2 separate regions of the Pan troglodytes genome follow, and region 2 is linked to region 1. The links are chromatin contacts, called in public Hi-C maps. All regions are on one chromosome and are shown on one strand. Each heading gives the region's core, a stretch centred on a gene start, on an enhancer-like site or on the middle of the called end of the contact. The rest is flanking DNA. Distances are from core to core; before and after follow the strand shown. Region 1 holds the start of LOC100611124. Region 2 overlaps RYK (receptor like tyrosine kinase).

Region 1 (4,947 bases), core at 808-3,307:
CCTGCATTTCCATGCAGGCATCTGTCCGTCTGTTTGCACTTCTCCTTCATGGCACTATTGCACCTGTAATTGATCAGCCAATTGCAGCCACAGTTTGGATGCTTTCTTGGTTGTCTGTCTGCCTTCTGTTTGTCTTGTTCACCTCTATAGGCCTGGTGCCCGGTTTGCCCTGGTACCTGAGTCTGTGACGGGATGGGTACCTGCCCCTTTCCCGGGGTGGACAGTGCCTGGAATGCTGACAACAGTTTCTTTCCGACATGCACGCCTATCTCAGGGCCAGGCCCCAGGAGATGCTGTGGTGAAGGTTTTGGGAATTGGAAGGAGGAAGCAGAGGCTACCTAGCCCCCTGCAGTGGCTGAATAATGTTTCCCAGATGGTGCCAGTGACGCAGTGGGGAGGCTGACAGCTTCTGGGTGCGAATGGCCCCACAATGCGGCCGGGGACCACCCTGCCCACGGCCGGTCAGAGAGCCTGAGGAAGCCGTGTGTTCCCGCGGGCCCTCTCGGTGCCTCGTGGCACCTTACTCTCTACTCCTCTTGTTCTCTAACGTGTTTAATACACTTCCGTGCAGAAAATATAAATAGAGGAAACGGTGCTTTATCGCGGGGAGGCAGAGAGGAAGTTTTCTCGAGGCTGTGTCCCGTGAGCAGGCGCCGGTGGGCTCAGCTCCCGGGCCCTCCGAGTAGGGGGAGGCGTGCGTGCGTGCGGTGGGCGCGGGGAGCCCCGCAGGCCCGAGGGCGCCCCGGCGGGGAAGCGGGCTGTCCGAGGCGCGCTGAGCCGGGTGGTGGAGTCCCTCCCGGCTGGCTGTGGGGCCGCGGGGGCGTCCCGTGGGCGGGCTGGGCGTGGCGCCTCCGCGGGTGGCTTCCCCGGGCCGCGGCGGAGGGGCGGCGCCCCCTGGTGGCGGAATGCGACTCCAGGGCGCAAGGGGCCGCCCACCCCGCCTCGCCCACCCGGCGGGGGCCTCCGCGCCTTTTCTGAGAAAGCCAGAGGAAAGGAGCCGAGACCGCAGTCCCCTGGGCCCGTTTCCTCGTCTGTGGAATGGCATGATTATTGCATCTCACAGGGCTGTCGTGAAGATTCAAGGAGCAAATGTATGTAAAGCGCTTCGGATGTCTGGTACATTCTGAGCCTTCAACCCACCTGAGCTGTTGAAACTCTGGGATTCAAGCGATTCGGGTCAAAGAGGAACGGTGTGACACCTGCCTCTGTCCTTTCCGAGGTGGACTCAGGGATTGCATACGTCTCATCCAGAACCCCCAGTCTCTCTTTTGTAAGCTGGCGGTCATGAGATGTAATGAGGAAAAGGTTTAAACAAATGTTGGTCCCTATCTGGGACCTCTGAAGTCACTTTTAATGGATTTGGGGATTTTACAGATTTAAAAAGGGGTGCCTACTGTGGCCCATTTATAGACCTGTGGAGCGAAGAGGAGGAGATTAGTCACACTGGGGGCCGGAGTAGAAGCCGTTTTAAATTAGTTGCCCCGCTCTGCCTTGAGACTGAGACTTTCTGACTCTCAGTTTCACGCTTGGGTTCCAGCACCCAGATGAGAAGAGAGAGAAGGTGGAAGAGGAAGAGAGGGAGGGGATAGAGCAGCGGCCACCACCTCTCCCTGAGAGGGCGCAGAGTGGGTGGTTCCCCCCAGGTGAGCAAGGTGGGGGCCCCATGGGTGTGCTGGGTAGGGGTGGAGTGTGCTGGGAGCACGCGGGAGGACTGCGCCTCTGCTCCTCGGGGTGTGGCGCGGCCCACTCAGGAGCCCCTTCCAGTGTAGACTCCAGGAGGGTACTCTGAGCTAGGAATGCCTTCCTGAGCCTGGTTGGTGGGGGGCTCTAAGGCCATTCCTCCAGGCCCTGAGTGGGCAGAGAGACACGTGAGCACTAACCCAGGAGCCGGGACTAGGCTGAGCCCACTACTCACAGCCTGGGGTAAGCCAGCCTCAAGACCCTTCAGGATGGTCTCAGCCTGCATCCGACTGCCTCTCCTGCCTGACCACTGCGCTCCTTCACAGGCCTCTGGCCGGCGAGTTCTCAAGATGTGCAAAGGTTTCCTGCTTCCTTACCTTTGCACACCTTTGCTTATTCCTTTTGCCCAGAAAGTCTTTCCCAGCACATTTGACTCTCTTGAATTCCAGTCTCTCCCGCATGGCTAGGATCAAGCCCGTTCTCCCATCGCTCATCAAATGAACTCAGAGCATAGTACTTTGCCCTGTGTTAAGGTCTTGTCCTAGCTCTGGATTATATGTCCTTGAAGGGTAGGGACCATGTGTTTGTCACCACCTGTCCTTATACACATCAGGTAGTACATAAATCAAGGGAGGCGTGAGGGACAACTGGAAGGAGCCTCGTTTTCTCCATGTACAGGATGGGACTAGTCATAGTGGCCGCACAGGGCTGTGGGAACTCTGGTGCGATTCTGCCATGAGAGTCACCCCATCTCCTCCTTGCCTGCAGGGTCTCGCTCCATCGGCTGTCCTCTTGGACCCCGCAGCCTCCCCATCCTGTGGCCTTTTGCCCCAGGAAATCTCTCCCCTCTGAAGCCATCCTTTCCTTGACCCTGCATCTCTCTCAGCCACCACCCCATCTCTGCCTCCTCTGAGCAAAATCGTCTTTCCCACCTCCCCAGCCCTCTGCAGACTGCCTCGGCCTTGCCTGGGCATCATCCCCTCAGCTTCAGGGACCCACAATTGGTGCTTCCTCCATTGGGAAATCTTTCCAGACTGTGCTTCCCGACCCCGACAGCCCCGCAAAGCTGGTTTAAGTGTCCCGGTGAGCAACTGTGTCCACCTAGGTTCACTACCCACAGTAGAGCACAGTAGTGCTCAACCATATCTGCTCTTTTCTTCTCCTGAGCACACAGAATATTCTGTTCCGCTCTTGCGGCAGCTAGGCTGGGAGCAGAGTGAAGAGCGTTACTTTGGGACAAAGCATTGCTTAGCAGTGCAGGATCTTCCAGGACTTTCTTCCCCTGCCCCATCCATCATGGCAGCTTATAATGAAATGGAGGTACCTCAGGTTCCAAACAGTCTGAGTTACTGAGACACTGGTTGGGGGGGCTCTCAGGCCAATCCTCCAGGCCCTGAGCAGGCAGAGGGGCACTACTGAGCCACCGACCTGAGAGTCACCCAGATCACCACAGGTTCTGTGAGCGAGATATCATCTTTTGTTGTGTCAAGTGACTAAGATTCGAGAGGTCTGTTACCACAGCATAGCCAAGCCTTTCCCCACTGATTTACTGATTAAAGAAGTGTTTTAAATGGGTTAATGGCTTGGTAAACTGTAAAGATCTGTGCACATTTTAGTTATTATTATTGCTGTCAAGTTGTAGCAGGGCTGGAGACATGATGTGGCTGGGAGAGTGGAGGAATGGCCAGGGTATGCCATGGAGAAAAACTTCCACTCATTTATGATTTGCCAAGGGCTTTTCCAGGATCTGTTTCCATATTTAATCTCTGATGAAAGGTTATAATGAATCTGGTATCTGGTGCTACTGGCAGGAGATGGACCTTTCTTCCAGGTATTTACTTCCTGTGGTTGCGAAAGATAGGATGTATTTCTTCTGGATTTGCTGCAATATAATATTTTAGTATCAATTTGATACTGACTGGCTTCAGCCTCCAGCTTAACTGTATCTCTCCATCTTTGAGAGTGGTTGAATAAAATCACAATATGGCTTTGTTTCTTGAGCAAGAATCTGCTAAGCAGTCACCAGATGGAGCTGTTCCCTTGAAGGTCTGTGTGCAGGATTCTCAGGGCCTTTTCTTCTCAAAACCCTTCCCTCTTTGTCTCTTTTCTCCACAACTCTCTTTAACTCATGGTGCTATAGGGATAAATTGGCCCTGTTTAATGAATAGTTGTGATGTTGTTGCTAGTTGAATAGAAGGTAAGTAAATGAACTGTTACCTGGTTCTTTTGCCTTTGTTACCCACCTTAATGGCCCTCAAGAGATTCCCCCACTTCCCTCCCATGGGCCAGTGAATGTCAGTGGGAAAAGAGGGGCCTCCCCACCATTTTAGTCCATGCTGACTCTTCAGAATGACTCAGCTGGGGCAATTGGGCTGGACCAGAGAGAGGTGGACAGCCTGGTTTGAGTCTAGACCTGGCCAGCTATTATCTATGTGAAATTGGCCATAATGGTTGCTTCCTCAGGATCAGATTCCTCACCTTTACATGGGGCATCCATCATGGAGGATCACCCCAAAGGGCTTTGGGCCAAAGGATAATTGATAGAGATATGGTATTTAGTTATCACTGTATTTGCGCTTTTTCCAAGAAGGGTAAAAGAAGGATTGAATAAAAAAGGTTCCTGCACTCTTCCTTTTCTGGCTTTTTTGTTCAGCCCTTGAGGAGCTGGATTCTGTAGGGAGAGGGAGTGGTGCAGAGGAGTGGGCTTCCTAGGACTGGGGCCGGGAGAGGGCATAGCTGCGAGTGTGCACAGGGAGGTGGGCCTAACCCTGGGGTCTCGGCTTTGTAGGGTTTCCAGGCTCAGGTGAGAAGCAGGGCCATTAAACAGCCTCAAATGGGAAAGGGACCAAAGACCCACAATGGCACCCTTGAATGCGTAGGCATCCAAGGACCTTCAGATGGCTCTAGGAACCAGACCCAAGCATGGTTGATATTGAATTTCCAGCCAGACAGTAGGATAGGGGGTTTGAAATCAATAACTGATTTAAAGAAATAAGTGATTTTTTTCTTTTTGCACATCCAAGCTTGTGAAGTGAGAATGTCTCTCTCAGTACTGATAAGGGCCTCATATAAATGTGAGCTCTTGGATTGTTTTTCATGCCCATTGACTCTTAGTTGCAGCCATCCAAAAAATCAGATTCACAGGCTTCTCTTCACAGGCATCTCTTCACCTTGTTATCCTTCACTCACCTTTGAACATACCAAAGGCCTATCGAGCCTGTAAATTTCTCAGTGGCCTAAGCACAAATGGGCATACCCCAGGCTCTA
Region 2 (4,947 bases), core at 1,104-3,603, 280 kb after region 1:
GGTGCCTAATCAAAGCGAAACAAGATCAGGCACAGGGACTCATGTGGAGGTAAGTACCAGCAATGCAGAAAAGGAGACAGGGAGGGCGGAGCACAGAGAGTTCCAGAAGGACAGAAAAGAGAGAATGGTTTAAGAACACAGTGCAAATATTTACAAAAATTACTTTTCACAGTACTCATACATCTTATGCCTATCAAGTAATACACACTACACATCAGTAAACTTCTGTTTTGGGGCCATAGGGGATGCAGTTGAAAAAGTATGTTAACTTTGTCTTTGAAGACTCTTACTTACCTGATAAAGTGCGTGGAACTTCCCCCTGAACAGAAATGTTGACCTGGGGCATGTCCATTGCCAAAACATTGTCCACTTGGAATCCCAGCTTATATTCAACCTGTAAAATAGACAAAAATAAACAAAATGGACCTGTGATAACAAGAAGGAAACTATCAGCTTGACTTCATTAATTGGCTCATTAATCAATGGATGAGCCTTTCATATGTACAAATAATCTAGCTATAAAAAAATGCAAATTGTCAGAAACAGTCCTAAGAATTTTCAATTGGATAAAAATTCAACCAAGTAAGCCACCCTCTATTTTAAGTCCACAACAGGACCACCACTCTTCCATAAAACCTGCCATCTAGGGTCAGAAATCCTGCTGAGAACTATGCAGCACTGACAGAGAGGCCATGGAGAGCCAGATATGAAGAACCAAAGCGGTGAGATATGTAACTGACAGACCATAAATAGCTACCAATGCCTTCTCTGGCTGAAAAATGAAAGCCAAGCTCGGAGGGCCTCCTTGTGGCTGGTGGAGGAAGGTCTGCTCTGCAGACCCACTCACACAATAAGCAGATTCCAAGGTAGATTTCTCATAGAATATCTAAGTCACATCCTCTAGTCTTGCTCTCACCAAAAAGAAAGTTCATGTTTAGATCCCCATTTGACCTCTGGATCTACTTCTCAAGTGATTCAGAATCCAGAAGGGAAGACAGGCAACCCATGAGATGTCTCTAAAACACCAATGTTATCTATCAATACTTGGCCTACCCAATGTGGCTTAACAGAACCAATCAGCATCAATAATTAAGGCTCTGTTGCTATGGAGAGTTCATGAAAGAAGCAGCTCAAACTGCAAAGCAATAGCTGAAATTCAGAATGGCTGCCAGCATCAAGACTTTCAATGAAGCCCTACAGTTCACATCACTCTCTGCCCTGCCCACAGGTTCTTGATAACTATGGTATCCCTCTCTCATTCAGTGGTCACAAAAGGTATCATTGGTGGCAGACTGAGATTTGCAGAGCCACGAGGCAGCAGGTTGGGAAAAGAGTGAGAAGAAAGATGTTCGATAAACCATTCTTCAAGAAACTTAACTAGAAGAATGGGAGACAGATGGTGAAGTGGGGGGTGTTCCAAAGCTTTTCTTTCTTTGTTTTTAGATGAGATATTCAAATATGTATATATGCTAGTGAAAAAAGCTAATGAAATGGTACATAATAAAGATGAAAGAAAAGAGGGAAAGAGTATCATCCCAGATATAAGGGAAGGGATGGCCCTTATGCTTGGGCTAAGGTGGAAGGCATTGTTACCCATGAATAAGAAGGGCTCAGTCCAGAATTTGATTCCCCTTGGGGTTTCTCCTTTCACACTCTATTTAAAGTGTCTTAGCTAAACACTGTAGGGGTATGCAAACATTAAACTCTTCCTTTGCAGTTAAGATAGGTACATAAACAACTGTTAAAGGCTGTGTTTGATAAGTGCCACATTCCCAACAAAGGAAATGTTCTTGCTGCAGCACATCAGTGACTTCGAGGTACCTTGGCTAGGAAGTGTTCACATTCACCTTAGCATATCACAATACCATTGCTGCCACCAGGGGGTGCTAGAGAGCCACAGCCAAGCAAGTTTGGGCAGGGAATGAGCAAGCTTTCCAGCAATACATCAAAGAATGCATTATACATCCCTACACCGATGCTATCTCTGAACAGGACCATACATGAAGGGTAGGTGCACAAAAGAAATCAGCACCGCCAGCAAGAACTGGGTTTGGAACCATGAGACCATGTGACTCTTAGGTAAATTAGTAACTTCTCTGAGTTTCCATATTTTGTAAAATAAGGGTAATACATGTTATGAGGATCAAATAAGATCATTAATGCAATACATACTGTTAGCCTGGCACAAGTCTCCTCTGACATCAGCAGCATCAGCAGTCATTCCAGAACAGCTACCTTATTGCCATGCTGCACTTCTCCATAATCATCAGCCCACTGCTGGCCCCAGGGATTCTGACACAAACCCTCCTGGGTCTGTCAAGAACACTGTTGCAGGCCTTCTGTTTTTTCCCCATTCTGAGAACCTCCCTATTCAGAACAGCCTCCTACACTCTCTGCCTCTTCACAAATGTCTTCCCACCTTCTCCCACAACCTGGCTTTCCTCAGAAGTCATCTGTTCCCCTTCCTATCATTCAGTTCCTACAACACCTGACCCTCAGGGCCTAGACAGTAGGGTCGGCACTCTTTAGGATCACTAGGTCCTTCCCAGACATCCCTTCCTCATGCCCTCATGCAAATCCCCTCTACTTTGAAGTTTATAACTTCTTTTTTTGAGACCGAGTCTCACTCTGTCACCCAGGCTGGAGTGCAGTGGCGTGATATCGGCTCGCTGCAACCTCCACCTCCTGGGTTCAAGCAATTCTCCTGCCTCAGCCTCCCGAGTAGCTGGTGGGACTACAGGCACACGCCACTATGCCCAGCTAATTTTTGTATTTTTAGTAGAGACGAGATTTCACCATGTTGGCCAGGATGGTCTCGAACTCCTGGCCCCAAGTGATCCACCTGTCTTGGCCTCCCACATTGCTGAGATTACAGGTGTGAGCCACCGCACCCGGCCGACGCTCACAGCTTCTACTCATAATGGCTACTTCTCATGCCATCAACACCAATAAGCCACACAGGACTTGCAGAGGCCTTGGTCTCCTGCCATGTTCTCCCTGGCTTCAATATTCAGTATTCAATATCCTGACACGCTAAAGAATTACTTCACTACCAAAACAAATGCAAAAATGCCATTCTATCAAAGATCCCATCACCACCTCTGATTCCTACAAAACTAGTTCTCTGATTCCATCACTCCAAGTCAGCCAACATTTATGAGGCACATTTATGAGCCAGGGGCTGTGTTCATAGCAGGATGCAGCAGCCAGTTAAAGCCACTTCCCTTCTCTCCAGTATAGCCGTGAACACCTAGTTTCATGTTCTCCACAGCCCAAGCCCTAAAGAAGGCAACATTACTGACAGTCATATTGGCACCTTCAGCTGGTTGACTCCTTCCAAACCCTCAAAGGGCAGCTCTAGCATCCTGACCACCCCTTCTTACTCTACTCCTGCTGCTCAGCACTGCTGAAGGAAATCCATCCTACAGAAAAGGAGCTCTTACACAACAATGACCTCCAGTCTCAGGGGAGACCCTTAGTTCTACTCAGCAATCCCTTCCTCACTGACCCTCTTTTCCCTCGTGTTATTCCAACCTTACAGGCCTTCCCCACCTCCTCACACTCAATGTTTTTGTCCCTTTCCACTAGTACAGAGGAACCCCATTTCTGCCTTTCTTTTCAACACCCCGGCAGATCTATTAGAGCATCTATTCTTTTCATTCTAGTCCCAAGGAAAGGTCCACTTTCCTCTCCAAATGTAAATCCTTCAATCCTAGTACACTAGGGTTCTAGCCCATTTCACCACTGATGGGATATCTTAATCGTCAATTTCTCTCACTCTCTCTTACCTTCAATCCCTCTCAAGTGTCCAATTACCTACTAGGCAATTCTACCTAATTATCCTACAGCCTTCCAACTTAACAAATTCAAAGCCACACTTACTATTTCCCCAGAAACTTGCTGTCTCCTTTATTCTAGGTCTCAGTTATCACAAGGAGAGAAGGAGCAGACCGGAGACCAGAACCCAAAAGTAAGCAGAGAGGGTCTGGCAAAGGGGTCCAGGGCCCTAACTGCAGTTAAAAAAGCAGCTAAGACTGGCACCTGAGCATCTCAGTGTGGCAAGGTGAAAAGGAGGAGAGAAGGGAAGGAAATGAGGCTGTGAGTGTAGCTGGCCAATGAGGGCACAGGGAGAGGTGCAAAGGGCTGAGGAGGAGATTTGAGAAGGCAGCCCCTTTGGTCCTATCAGCAGCTTAGAGGAATATGAAGCATGAAACTGTGGAAGCCTCCTTGCTGGCTCCTTTTTTGAGGAACTGTCTAAAAATGGGAGGCATTCACAAGGTAGTTCTCTTTTCCCTCTGCAGTCTTTAAGATATAAATTTTAAAACTGCAGTTTCTGAGATTAGAGAAGAAATTGCCAATTATTGAAGTCCAATTTTCTCTAGTTTGGCATGTATCGATCTGTAAGGACTCTCACTTGCCAATCATCCTTTAAAGAAACAGATCCGCTCAAAAGTTAAATGTACAGTCTACTGGGACAAAGAAATTTGAACAGCAGTTGTTTATCAGAATGTAGAGTGAGCCAAAATACTTCAGAAAAGAAACTACAGGCTAGGCATGGTGGCTCACACCTGTAATCCCAGCATTCTGGGAGGTCAATGCAGGTGGATCACTTGAGGCCAGGAGTTCAAGACCAGCCTGGCCAACACGGTAAAACCCCGTCTCTACTAAAAATACAAAAATTAGGTGGGCATGGTGGTGGGCACATGCTACTCGGAGGCTGAGGCAGGAGAATCACTTGAACCTGGGAGGCGGAGGATGTAGTGAGCCAAGATCGCACCACTGCACGCCAGTGTGGGTGACAGAGCGAGACTCAGTCTCAAAAAAAAAAAAAAAAGAAAGAAAAGGAAAGGAAAAAAAAAGAAACAAAGTACCAAAAATATAAACATTTGAATAAACTGAAAAATAAACATTTTTGCTTATGTTCCCTTACTTGGAAACAAATGGCAA

The links. A called contact is a pair of places that touch in the nucleus more often than the background predicts.
Region 2: a Hi-C map of induced pluripotent stem cells shows a contact between it and region 1, with 2.7 times the contacts expected there. The contact joins the enhancer-like site here to the promoter of LOC100611124 in region 1. A contact is called at or near these places in 3 of 7 Hi-C or Micro-C datasets (blood, induced pluripotent stem cells and stem cell-derived neural progenitor cells).

What each region holds. Positions count from the first base shown.
Region 1 is chr2:137,166,953-137,171,899 of NHGRI_mPanTro3-v2.0_pri, forward strand. LOC100611124 reads right to left here and starts at 2,058. Exons shown (of 2, transcript XM_063806245.1): 1 at 1,826-2,058; 2 at 1,378-1,824. The coding sequence starts at 1,966. The coding sequence ends at 1,468.
Region 2 is chr2:137,451,513-137,456,459 of NHGRI_mPanTro3-v2.0_pri, forward strand. RYK (receptor like tyrosine kinase) reads right to left here. Exons shown (of 18, transcript XR_008547108.2): 3 at 295-394. Among named protein-coding and RNA genes, the nearest start is that of RYK, 37 kb to the right of the region's middle. Within about 2 kb of position 2,354, at least 3 of the 24 cell types and tissues checked have an H3K27ac peak or open chromatin away from gene starts, as enhancers often do. A contact at or near this core is called in induced pluripotent stem cells, where this site is marked.